Linked DNA regions of Sus scrofa: region 1 is linked to region 2. Evidence: chromatin contacts called from public HiChIP or PLAC-seq data. All regions are on one chromosome and are shown on one strand. The core of a region is the stretch at or near the end of the contact, and the rest is flanking DNA. Distances in the headings are between cores, read along the strand shown. Region 1 has its middle 300 kb from the start of ALDH8A1. Region 2 has its middle 150 kb from the start of ALDH8A1.

Region 1 (6,994 bases), core at 3,089-5,588, 140 kb before region 2:
GCCAGTGAGGGAGCCTTGAAATCACCTCTCCTATGCATCCATGGCAGAATTTTAGTTGTTACCTGTGCACCCAGTTTTAGATATTTAGTGTAAAGTAGCTAAATCATTTCAAATAGCCAACTCAATTTTCAACCTTTCACCCAGGAAATAAAGAAAGAATCTCTCTGGATTTGAGAGTAACTTGAATTTCAGTGCTTATATCATTGGGAAATTATTCCATTTGCTTGGATTCTTTCATACTGAGAAATGCAGGAATTCCCATTGTGGCACAGCAGAAACGAATCCAATTAGGAATCATGAATTCGTGGGTTTGATCCCTGGCCTCGCTCAGTGGGTTAAGGATCTGGTGTTGCCATGAGCTGGGGTGTAGGTTGCAGACACGGCTCAGATCCTGTGTTGCTGTGGCTGTGGCCTAGGCCGGCAGCTGTAGCTCCAATTGGACCCCTAACCTGGGAACTTCTATATGCTGCAAGTACAGCCCTAAGAAGCCAAAAAAAAAAAAAGAAAGAAAGAAAGAAAGAAAGGAAACACAATGAGCCTATCTCAACCTCTCCATGAATTTTTACTGATTTTTGGTATTTACTCCTTCCCTTCCCAATATTTTTCTGTGCTGCAATGAAATCAATTTCAAAAGCTTTCAAATCTTTTTTTTTTTAACTAAAGATTTTTGATCATTACTTTCTATAGTATTTTATGCTTCACCTCATTAAGTAATCACACTGCTCTATTGTTTATTATATTCCTATACCAAAAAAAATGTGATGGGGGTTAGAGAGCCAGTGGTTAGAAAAAATACTTTATAGCTAATATAGGTAATAGATTGTTGCATTTTCTTGACAGTCTTTTCATTGACATTTCTTGTTAGAATACATTTCTTCTCAGGACATTTCAATTGTAACAGTTTCTCTTTGTCCCTTTTATGAAAATATCAATAGAAGATCTCTAATATTTCCTTGAAGATTCATCAGGATTGTAGCACTACAATTATATCTCCTTGTGTGAGATAAGTTCTATTCCAGAATTGCTGCTCTGAATTAGACTTTTCCCAATCTGATCAGCAAAGGATACATTGGAAGATAATGTGATTGATTGATAGACATAATGATGGTTCCATCACTCTGATTGCCATGTAAGTGGTCCATAACTAATGCACTGTCTCTAGACAGAAATTCTTGTTTAACGATTTTTTTCTTTTTAGGGCTACACTTACAGCATATTAAAGTTCCCAGGCTAGGGGTCAAATTGGATCTGCAGCTGCTAGCCCACACCACAGCCACAGTAATGCCAGATCCATGTCATGTCTTTGACTTACACTGCAGCTTGCAGTAATGCTGGATCCTTAACCCTCTGAGTGAGGCCAGGGATCAAACCTGCATCCTCATGGATACTAGCTGGTTTCTTAACCTGCTGAGCCACAATGGGAACTGGACAAAATTCTTGCAAGGACTAATGAAAGCAATGTTTCTTACAGGGTTTTCTTAAGTATTTAAAGTGTGAATTGACTCACTAGGAAATATTCCCTTCTTCCTACTCCTCCACTTCCCACCCACCTCTGCCTTCACATATATATAAAACCTTTCCATGATATCTTCTCTGTTATTTTAACTTAGCAAAAGGTATACATCCCATATCTTGAACACAGATATAACTATATCCATGAAATAGTGTGGTCATGATACTGATAATGACTGAAACAAATAAGTAATGGGTCACAAACAGACCAATAGGAACCTTGTACAACCTCTCCCAATTTTGGCAGGGTACAATACTGTGAAACTAGCATGTTGCAACACTTCACTTTAAAGTATGTAATAATCTCCAGAATGCTTATTTCGAAGGGAACAGCTTTATGCAATCGATCCCGACTCTTAAACTAAAGCTTATTATCAGACCAAACTCTTATACTCTTCTACCAACATATAGACCCATTTGGCCTTTGGGGCATAACTGGGCAGGAAATGACATGCTACTGGTAGAATCCTATTTCTTACCTTCCAAGACCACACACAGAAAATAATTATAACTGATCACTGATTGAAACCCATGTATCATGTTTTCTTTACTGGGTTAATTTTATTCAGAGGGGTTTTTGGTAATAAGCCATCAGAATTATCTAAAGTATTGTGTGTCCTTTTTTTTCAAAATCTCTGGGCTTTTTTGTAATTATGGTTAGGCCTTTGGTCTTAACTGAGACGTTATGCTCATAACTTGCCGTAGTACTTAATATATTCCAAGCATAAACAGTAATTTCTGGCCCAGAGTAGGACTCCTTTCCAATCAAGTGTACCAGCTGTTCTGGGATCTCTTTGTTCCTGTGTCCTTTACCAGCGACTCTTAAATTATCCTAGCCTGAGAACAACTGAAATGTGGTAATTGTTTAAGTAATCCTTTAAAGGCATCCTTGGGAAGTAAGCTACTGTTGAAAGAAGAAAAAACCATAGGTATGGAGGTTCCTTAAAAAACTAAAAATAGAGTTCCTATACGACGCAGCAAATACACTCCTAGGCATATACCTGGGAAAGATAAAAACTCTAGTTCAAAAAGGTGCATGCACCCCAATGTTCATAGCAACACTGTTTACAATTGTCAAGACATGGAAGCAACCTAAATATCCATCAACAGAGAAAGGAATAAAGAAGATGTGGTACATATATATAATGAAATACTACTTAGCCAAAAAAAGCATGCAATAATGCCATTTGCAGCAACATGGATGGACCTAGAGTATTACACTAAGTGACGTGAGAAAGAGTAAGACAAATGCTATATGATATCACCCATACGTGGAATCTAAAGAAATAAAAAAAGATATAGATGACTTATTTACAGAATAGAAACAGACTCACAGACATAGAAAACAACTACTGGTAATGGTTACAACAAGGAGAAAAAGTGAGGGGAGGGATAAATTAGGAGTTTGAAATTAAAATATACACACTACTCTATATAAAATAGATAAAACAACAAGGACCTACTGTATATCATAGGGAATTATATCCAATATCTTATATTAACCTGTAATGGAAGAGAATCCAGAAAAGTATATATATACACACACCTACACAAACACATATAACTGAATCACTTTGCTATACACCTGAAACTTTAACTATACTTCAGTTAAAAAATAAAAAAGAACTGCAGTTTGTTAGAGACAATTGATGCTATGGAAAAGAGCTGGAAAAGAGAATCTAAGTCCTTCCTTTTGAAGGAATGGTTCACACTAAGCACAGAAGAGGGTATCAGTGGTGGGGAGTGAAGTGACTTTAAGATACTCTTGAGACAAACATTAATATTCTCCAAAGCACTTTGGTAACAGGCACATTTTGTTCTTTCCTGTGCAAGTAGACTTGTGCCAATCAAAAACTAAGCCCAGAGGCCTGGTATCAAAGAAACAAACTCAGTTTGTTTTATGTGATTAGTAGAAACCTTATGGAACAATGTACACGTTCCTCTGAGGAGAAGAGCAGTTCATGACTATCAGCATCACTGCCTGGTAGATCTAGAAGGCTTTATAGGATATCTCAGGCCTCTCAGACAAGATGAAGCCTCTCTTCCTCCTTTATTTAACAGATAAACAGACACAGCTTGGATTGTGCACATTTTAAGAAGCGCGGTCTAAAGCACAGTGGCTAGAAGTTTGGTATAAAATAATAATATTGGATTTGTAGCAAAGTGATTTGGGCCTAGCTGGAGTTAGCTGGCCAATGAACTGAGTGTCTTTATTTTCTAGAGTACTTCTCTTTTTTTTTTTTTTTTTTTTTTTTTGCTTTTTGCTTGTGGCATATGAAAGCTCCTAGGCTAGGGGTTGAGTCAGAACAGCAGCTGCCAGCCTATGCCACAGCAACACGGGATCAGAGCAGTGTCTGCCACCTACACCACAGCTCTTGGTAACACTGGATACTTAACCATTGAGTGAGGCTGGGGACCAAACCTGCATCCTTATGGATACTAGTCGAATTCTTAACCTGCTGAGCCACAACAGGAACTCTACAGATTCCTTCTCCACAAGAGTATCTGGCAGCAAAGAGGTGTGGTCTTGTCTGAATTCAGCCACATGTCAGTGAAAGAGTCTAGGGAAAATATAGGGAAGAAGGGGGACTCATGAAGAAAAGACGTGTGCTTTTTGGGGTTCTGAGAACATGTTTACTTAAGCTGTATTTTCCTTTAATCCAATAAATGTATTGGCAAAGTGTTTGGTATTGGAGGCAAAGTGGTGGGAGTTCTGTCACGATGTAACTAAAGACAGTGGGAAAACCAGTTTGAATAAAATGAGTTCCAACTTGAACCTTTGCCCGTGCCTGGAATTAAAACCAAGTCAACCCACTGTTAAGTGTCAAAAACGTTGAGTCATTGGCCTCCTTTCTGTTTCATCTGCTTCTGAATATCTGTATGTGTCTGCTTTCTTTATATTCTTTAAAAAATAGACTCACTTGTGGCATTCATGATGCAATTCTTAACTTACTACCTCCTCCTGGACTTTAAAAGGATAAATAATAAATAAAAATTCTTATCAAAATATATTTATGAAATTAGGTGTTTTATTTGATTCCAAATATACTTCTTAGAACCCTTTTTTCAATCTTTCATATAGATCCTGCAAACAGTTAACTGCCAAGAAATCTGCTCTGCTAGGTTTCATTTTAGAGACTATTGGGAAATAGAGGGTGAAATATGTTTAGTAGCAGTTCCAAAGTAACTGAGTAACCACGAGTTTTTCAGCCTGCAAAGTGAAGGTTTTCAGTTCATCTTATTTTGTCTCCCTCTTCACTTCTTCACATGAGAACACCGCTTTTTGAAATTTTGTCTTTTTTTTTTATTTTTGTTTTTTTTAGGGCTGCACTTGCAGCACATGGAGGTTCCTAGGCTAGGGATCAAATCCCAGCCGTAGTGGCTGACCCACGCCACAGCCACAGCAACGCCAGACCTGAGCTGCATCTGCAACCTACACCACAAGTCAGGGCAACGCTGGATCCTTAACCCACTGAGAGAGGCCAGGGATCGAATCTGCATCCTCATGGATACCAGTCAGATTCATTTCCGCTGAGCCATGATGGGAACTCCTGATTTTTGAACCTTTTGAGTTCCCTTTAGACCACTCTGGAAAGGCAAGCTACCTCAGAGAAAATCAATCCCAATCTCAGACAATCACTACTATAAAACCCTTACCAGAATTAGGAAAGAAAACTGAAATGAACTGCATGAGAGAGAATCTCAAGGAGAAAAATGATTACCTCATGTCATGAATAGGCCTGAAGTTATTGACATATATCTCTGGATATGTTAGGTAGCCTTCCATTAATCAGCTTGATGAATCCCTCCTGAGAACATACCATCCATTAAAAGTGACTCTATCTTCTGAATAGAGAAGTTATGAGGGATTTAGGGGGTCAGAGGTACTTATTGCATTTTATAGAAATAGGATCACTTATGGGCAATTTTATTTTAGCAAATTGGGATACATTGAAACCACACCTCCCTCCCTGCCACACGTGCACACACACCATTTTTTCAGTCTTCCAGTCTTCCTTGGTGTTGGCGAGGACGTGGAGAAAAGAGAACACTTTTACGCTGTTGGTGAGAATGTAAACTGGTGAAGTTATCATGGAAAACAGTATGGAGGTGTCTCAAAAAATTAAAAATAGAACTACCATATGATCCAGTAATTCCACTTCTGAAAATTTTTTTTTGGCTTTTTAGGGCCACACCATCCCCATATGGAGGTTCCCAGGCTAGGGGTTGAATTGGAGCCGTAGCTACTGACCTACGCCACAACCACAGCAATGCCAGACCCTTTACCTACTGAGTGAGGCTGGGGATCGAACCTGTGTCCTGATGGATACTAGTTAGATTGATTTCTGCTGAGCCACGATGGGAATTCCCACTTCCAAATATTTATTATAAGAAAACAAAAACACTAATTCAAAAAGATACCTACACCCCAATGGTCACTGCAGCACTATGTACAAAAGCAAGGTACACAAGCAACCCAAGTGTCCATCAATAGATGAATGGATAAAGATGTGGTATACACACACACACACACACACACATATATACAACAAAATATTACTCAGCCATAAAAAATGAATGAAATCTTGCTATTTGTGACAACATGGCTGGTCCTGGAGGGTTTATGATAAGTGAAATAAGTCAGACAGAAAAAGACAAACATGTGATTTCACTTATGTGCGAAATCTAAATAGCAAAACGATAAACAAACATAAAATAGAAATAGAGTCATAGGTTCAGAGAACGAACTAGTAGCTTCAAGGTGGAGGCTGGGGAAGAATGAAATAGGTGAAGGGGATTAAGAGGCACAAACTTCCCGTTATAAAATAACCCACAGGAACATCATGCATAGCATAGGGGATAGAGTCAGTAATACTGCAGGAACTTTGTGTAGCGACAGATGGTAATGATTTATCATGGTGATGATCATTTCGCAGTGGATAAAAACATCAAATCACCATGTTGTACTCCTGAAACTACGATGATATTTTAAATCAATAGTACTTCAATTAAAAAATTAAGACATGCAAACAGACTTCAAAAGGAGACAACACATTCATGAAAGAATTTAGTGAGAAGTTTTGAAGGAAGTTTAGGATGATGCCTTCATTCTTTGAGGTCTGGGGAAGAAATTATATTTATAATATGGTCTTGGATACCCCTGTCAAAAGTGAAATCCTGAGTTAAGATGGTTGGTGACCCAAGATGATGTTTTATTTTATTGATTGATTTATTTTCTTTTTAAGGCTACACATGCAGCATATGGAAGTTCCAGGCTAGGGGTTGAATCAGAGATGCAGCTGCTGGCCTACCCGACAGCCACAGCAATGCCAGATCTGAGCAGCATCTGCAACCCACACCACAGCTCACAGCAATGCAGGATCCTTTAACCCAATGAGCGAGGCCAGGGATCAAACCTGCATCCTCATGGATACTAGTTAGATTCTTAACCTGCCTAGCCAGAAGAACTCCCCACAAGTTG
Region 2 (6,753 bases), core at 3,930-6,429:
TCAGCCACAAGGGGGGCAGACACCAGAAGTAAGAGAGGCTGCAACTCTATTATCTGTAAAAAGTCACCACACCAAAAACCTGTAAAAAGGAAAAGACAGAGAACTCAGATGAGGGAGAAAAGAAGAATCCCAGAAAAACAGCTAAGTGATCAGGAGATTCTCAGCCTCCAGGAAAAAGACTTTAGATTGTTAATGCTGAAGATGATGCAAGACATTGGAAATAAACTGCAGGCAAAGATGGATAACTTACAGGAAACACTGAGCAAAGAGATACAAGATATAAAACTTAAACAAGAAGAGATGCAAAATACAATAACTGAAATAAAAAACTCACTAGAAGCAGCTAACACAGAATACAGGAGGCAGAAGAACAAATAAGCGAGGTGGAAGACAGATTAGTGGAAATTACGGATGCAGAACGGAAAAGAGAAAAAAGATTGAAAACAACTGAAGTGAGTCTCAAGGAACTCTGGGACAATGTTAAACGCACCAACATTCGTATCATAGGGGTGCCAGAAGAGAAGAGAGAAGAAGGAGACAGAAAAAATATTCCAAGAGATCATAGCCAAAAACTTCCCTCACATGGAAAGGAACCACTCACTCAAATCCAGGAAGCACAACGAGTACCATATAAAATAAACCCAAGGAGGAATACACCAAGACACATATTAATCAAACTAACCAAAATTAAAGACAAAGAGAAAATCTTGAAAGAAGCTAGGGAAAAGAAACAAGTAACATACAAGGGAACCCCAATAAGGTTATCAGCAGATTTTTCAGCAGAAACTCTGCAGGCCAGAAGGGAGTGGCATGATATACTTAACGTGATGAAAGGAAAAACCTCCAACCAAGATTACTCTACCCAACAAGGCTCTCATTCAGATTTGAAAGAGAAATCAAAACCTTCACAGATGAGCAAAAGTTGAGAGAATTCAGCAATACTAAACCAGCCTTACAACAAATACTAAAGGATCTTCTCTAGGCAGAAAAGACAAGACAGCAACAGGAAACAAAAATTCCACAAATGACAAGGCTCACCATATAGAGTAAAGGTATATATACAGTAAAGATACAAAATCATCCATGCACAATTATACCACCAAAATCAGAAATCATGAGAAGATGTGGGTACAAATGCAGGACACTGGAGATGAACTTGCAATTAAGAGAAAACAACTTAAACAATCTCATATACATATAGACCCTTATATCAAAACTTCAGAATAACTGCAAAACAAAAATAAAATTGATACACAAACAAGGAATCTCTGGAGAAGAAATATCTCTCATAGTAAATAAGTGCATAATATACCATAAAGGGGGTCATTTGACATCATTCTTGGAATGCTGAAGTCTTCTTACATCTGATTCTGATTTCCTATCAAAGAATTTATGATAATTATAATTAAATAATTCAACTGTACAATTAAATAATACAGTTCTACAATTGTATTATTAATAACCATTTCCCATGGTACAATGTAAGATCTATAATATCTTATCACATCACCTAGAATGGTGTAATGCCTATATTGAAGAATCAATAAGATGTAACAAACTGTGAGGACATATTTATATAATTATACTGTTTTTTAACCAATTTATGCATTTTATATTTTACTTATTTTCAGAGGGTATATTATTTTTGTTATTCTTACCAGTTAAGTTATTCTTTTTATTAGGCTATATAAAATATTTAATGGTATGTAAGGCTTTCTTTATAAATTTTAGTTGCATAATATAACAATTTTAATATAATGCTAATTTTTAAAGAAAAATTGAAATGCAATAGATAATACTAAATAGTAAGGATGAAAGCCATACAAAATGGGATAAAGTATAGAATAAATTCCTATTTGTCTCAGCATATTTTCCATTCCACTTCTCCAGAGGGAGTCACTTAATTTGTTTCTTAAGATCCATGATATAATAATCTGTGTGAATGTAATTGTGTTTAAATGTATGTATTTTATTATATAAAAAATGAAAATAAAATTTCCGAATTAAAAAAAAAGAAAGTAATAATAAAAAAAAAAAAAAGTTTGGTCCACTGACACCAAAATAAATAAATAAATAAAAACATACAATAATGTTCTAAAACACAGGTGTCTTCATCAGCACCATTTCAAGCCTAGGATGATCATTTTGGCTACATCAGCAATAGCAGCAAATATCCTTTACAGACAAAAAAAAAAACCTGTGGCCTAAACATGTTCAATGTCTTCTCCAAACCTGAACAGCCAGTTAGGGCAGAAGTTGCCTTTGCTCTCAGGCCTGGTGACCCAGTGACATGGCTCTGGGCCACCCTGTAGCTCTGTCACCTACTCAAGCCCTATTTTCCTCGGTTCCCCTTTGGGTTGGGGCCACTTTGACTTTCACTTATTTAATCAGCTTTTACTTCTCAATCCCTTTGAGGAAACTAGAGACAATCACTATTTCTCCTGTATTGTTTTATTATATTTCTAATCCCCTTACAAGAATTTGGTCGGTTATAAGAAGTTGGCAAGTTACAATGAAATAAAGCCCAGATGGATCCTATGAAACACATATACTTCAAGTTATTTGTTCTTCTACAAATAATAAAGGCTTAACAGTATACACTGGTTTAAAGAACTTAAAGTCATGCCAAACTGAGACATTGTCTCTGCCAATTCCTTTGGAAATTTCTATTCGAAAATAGGAAGAACATAGAGCCTCTCCTTACTCATGGTGCAGGGGCATTTCTGGGGATAGGTTTGTGACTCAGTGGTGGCCTGATTTACATTTCCATCTGAAGGCGTCAAGGAGCATTCAATAAAAGACAGCATAAACCACTTTATTTCAGCCAAGTGGGTGAGTGAGGAAATAGTTGAATTACATCAAATTGCTAGTTGGTTGTTTGGTTGGTTTGTTTTTTTTTTTTTTTTTTCACTGAATTCAACCATCTATGGCTTCTGCCTCTCTAAATCTGTTCTTGTGCATAGTCATAGCCATTTTAGGAATCAAATCCATTTTTCAACTTGAGGCTCTTGATTCCTGATTCATCACAGTCCACATACCCTGGCAGGCGTTCACTTACACATACAGGCCATGCTGCAAATGTTGCTTAGTAAATTAGATGTCTGGAGTGCCAAATTCATTTTCCCCATACAAATCGTGTCACAGATGGCAGTTGGTTATCCAGTCCAGACAGCAAATGACTACGTATACACCATTCAGGTGAATGATGATACTGAAGAGCCTTAGAGATGCTAAGCCTGCTTAGAGACACTAAAGGTATGCTCTTCTAAGAGCCTGGTGTGAAGGCTCTTTCACTCCCTGGGCCATCACTCTGGGGCACCAGAGGGAGCTTTAAAGATGGAGCTAGGCAGTTCCTCTGGGGTCTGAACCAGGCAGTGCACAGTGGCAGCTTGTCCAGAGGGCCCAGACTCCCACAGCAGCGATGCTCACACCAGAGTGTGGCAGGAAGAGGGTGATGGGGCAGAGATGCTTCAACGCATGGCTGTTCATTCAAGCAGCTGCTCTTCACACTAATGACTGCAAGGGAGCTACCACCTCAATTCAGGTCAGGATCCTGTTCCCGAGGAGGAGGAGGAGGGGATGCTGGATATTCACAGGCAACCAGCAGTCTCTGAGCCCACACATGTCATTCCAACTAATCACAAACAGATTAACTCAACTCTCGATGTTATTCAGAGGGCAACTAAAATCCTGAAAAAGAAAAGTTAACATAAACTTTCGCTCCTGGAAGCATATAGCTTCAAGAATAAAGAAACATCAACATCTGGTGAACTTCCAAAGCATTACAGAGGTTTCCTTTTAATAGCAGTCAGAATGCCAACCAGGATGTATATATTTTCGCCATCTCTTGCACAGGACCTCCACTTCCACTTTTCACTGACCTGTTTAAGATTCCATTTTTCCTCTACTCTGATTATTAAAAACAAATGAAAAGAACTAGGCTATGCCCAACTTGCAAGTGTTTTCCACTGGAAAACTCTCCATGTTCTCTCAGGAAGCCACAAGCAAACCAGATCTGACAGCTGACCTTGAGAGAATTGTTTCCCTTCTTTTGAGGTGGGAGAGAGGAGGGGGAGGATGACTTATGATAAAATGGGAGCATTTAATTTTAAATTTTCCCAGGGTATTCTCTATGGCCGAGGTTTCACTATTAGTCTCTTCTACCACTGCTGGGAGGAGAGGGAGTCAAGAATAATGGGTTTCTGGCTTGGGTGCTCGGGCGGATAGAGGAGTAAATGAAAATGAGTTCAATATTAGACATATTTAGTTCATTGTACCTATGGGATATGCACATAGTTAAGCAAAATGAAATGAATGCCCCGCACTCCAAAGATAACATCTAGCAGGAGTTACTTTGAAAGTCATAGAATGTCAAAGTTAAAGTCTGGGGCATCTGTGGGATTATCCAGGAAAAGAAAAAAGGGACAGAGGACAGAGCTGAGGGGACACTATTGTTTAGAGCAGTGCTTCTCAAACTTGAAGTGCAAGGGGGTCACATGGGGGTCCTGTCAGAAGGCAGATTCTGGGAGTTCCCGTCGTGGCTCAGTGATTAATGAATCCGACTAAGAACCATGAGGTTGCGGGTTGGATCCCTGGCCTTGCTCAGTGGGTTAAGGATCCAGCATTGCCTTGAGCTGTGGTCGCAGATGAGGCTCGGATCCTGCATTGCTGTGGCTGTGGTGTAGGCTGGCAGCTACAGCTCTGATTAGACCCCTAGTCTGGGAACCTCCATCTGCCACAGAAGCAGCCCTAGAAAAGGCAAAAAGACAAAAAAAAAAAAAGGGCAGATTTTGACTCAGGAGGTCTGGGATGCAACCTGAATTCTGCATTTCTAATTAGAACTCCTAAGAGTTGTTGCTGCTGCTTGACCTCAGATCACACGGAGATTTGGAAGGGTTTTGTGGATGGTAAACACAAAAGAACGTATACACACACACAAAAAATGGACCTGAAGGAGAATTAGAAGGGGAAGGGAAAAAACCTCAAGGACTTGGACTGTGGAAGCTGAAGGAAGAGAGAGTTTCAATAAGGATGTGCTCTTACGCTGCAGAGATCAAGATGAAAGAGAATAGGGTGGGTGGGTGGGTATTTGGCATGGAGAGCCCTGTAATGACCTTGGTAAAGCAACTTAAAAACCCAAAGACAGACGTCAGTGGGCTGAAGAATTAAGGAAGTGTATAGATAGTGACCATGATCTTTATATGCCTTGGAGAAGCAAAAATACCAGCAGTGGTCTGAGCATCACCTTGGAGATTCCTGAAGGAGCAGTGACTGTTCCGTTGGTGAGGTACCATGTGGTGCTTTGTGATGGTCACTATTAAGGGCCTCTGTCCTTTGATCAAGCAGGTTTAAAGGTAGCAAATTTTTGTCTGTCATGAGGACTTCCCACGTTTCTAGGTGGAGGCATAAAACATAAGAATTACAACAGATCTATTCAGGTGGAGCCTGTGGGTCATACTCATAAAATTCAAACTAACTGGGAGTTCCCTTTATGGCTCAGCAGTTAAAGCACCCAACTAGGATCCATGAGGAGGCGGGTTCGATCCCTGGCCTTGTTCAGTGGGTTAAGGATCAGGCATTGCTGTGAGCTGTGGTGTAGGCTGGCAGCTACAGCTCTGATTCAACCCCTAGCCTAGGAACTTCCATCACATGCCATGAGTGCAGCCTTAAAGACCAAAAAAAAAAAAAATTCTATCTAAACTATACATGTGAAAAATGGAGGAAATGTGAAAATGACAACAGTCACATTGTTATCGTGGGGCTGCCAAGTAACTTCCAAAATTTTCTCAACTAAAAGAAAATAATCCATCCATGAATTTTCTTCATTTTTAAAATAATTAACAAGTATTTTGGATATATAATAAAAATCACATGCACAAAAAAACCCCTAAGACCCTTACTTGCTTCTTGGTTTCTTGATACAACACACAGGACAAAATTTCCTCTCCTTTCCCAAATACCCTTGGGAGGAATACGATACAAATCACATCCTGTGATGATATATATGGGCTCATTTATTTCAGATAGTATTAGTTCCTTCCTATGCCTAGTCATTGCCAAGAAAATAAAGTTAAAGATTCTATTTGTAAAAGAATGAGTGTTATTTGATAAATATAGATAGCTCACATTACAATTTATTCTTGGAGTCCTTCCCTTCCTCATCCATTCATTAATGCATAATGCATTTCTGATTTTTTTCTCACTCAAAAGCCATATTTGGAAATCAATTAATGAACTGAACAAATCTGCAAAATTGTTTTTAAGGGCATAAGAAAAACCCTTTGGGTACCATTAACACCAGAACTTTTTCTATTCCAACACAATGGCACAAATGTTTCTTTCTGTATTATATCTGGAGGTAGATTATTTAAGCAGTTTTCTTAGTAACTGGCAAATGGTCCTCGTGAATTCGTTTATTTAATAAAGGGCAGCTCAATGAAGGCCACTGCATATTGCTGTCTACTTTGTTCTGTTAAAACCAAAAGCTTGAAGAGAAATAGAGTTCATGAGAGTCTAAAAATCTTCAAGAAATTAAGTCTAGCTGGCTCAGAGTGCCTTCTACAGCGAAGCGAGAGAAACACACAGCAGGGCTGTCTGTGGCATGTGAAAAACAGTTAACATGTGTCCCAGCTACAGATGCGTCATCATTTCATAAAGTACAACTAAACACATGAAAAGGTCAAAACAGAAAATTTCTGCTTTTATATGGCTCTGACCTAAATTTATGCCTGGAAAACTGCATAGAAGATATTT

Evidence for each region. HiChIP or PLAC-seq counts read pairs in DNA pulled down with a chosen protein or histone mark.
Region 1: an H3K27ac HiChIP or PLAC-seq map of alveolar macrophages shows a contact between it and region 2. The contact joins two enhancer-like sites. A contact is called at or near these places in 1 of 47 Hi-C or Micro-C datasets (embryonic fibroblasts) and 1 of 2 datasets of contacts at active chromatin or transcription factors (alveolar macrophages).

What each region holds. Positions count from the first base shown.
Region 1 is chr1:29,352,190-29,359,183 of Sscrofa11.1, reverse strand. No RefSeq gene overlaps it. Among named protein-coding and RNA genes, the nearest start is that of ALDH8A1, 300 kb to the right of the region's middle. Within about 2 kb of position 4,338, at least 1 of the 83 cell types and tissues checked has an H3K27ac peak or open chromatin away from gene starts, as enhancers often do. A contact at or near this core is called in alveolar macrophages, where this site is marked.
Region 2 is chr1:29,211,302-29,218,054 of Sscrofa11.1, reverse strand. No RefSeq gene overlaps it. Among named protein-coding and RNA genes, the nearest start is that of ALDH8A1, 150 kb to the right of the region's middle. Within about 2 kb of position 5,179, at least 2 of the 83 cell types and tissues checked have an H3K27ac peak or open chromatin away from gene starts, as enhancers often do. A contact at or near this core is called in alveolar macrophages, where this site is marked.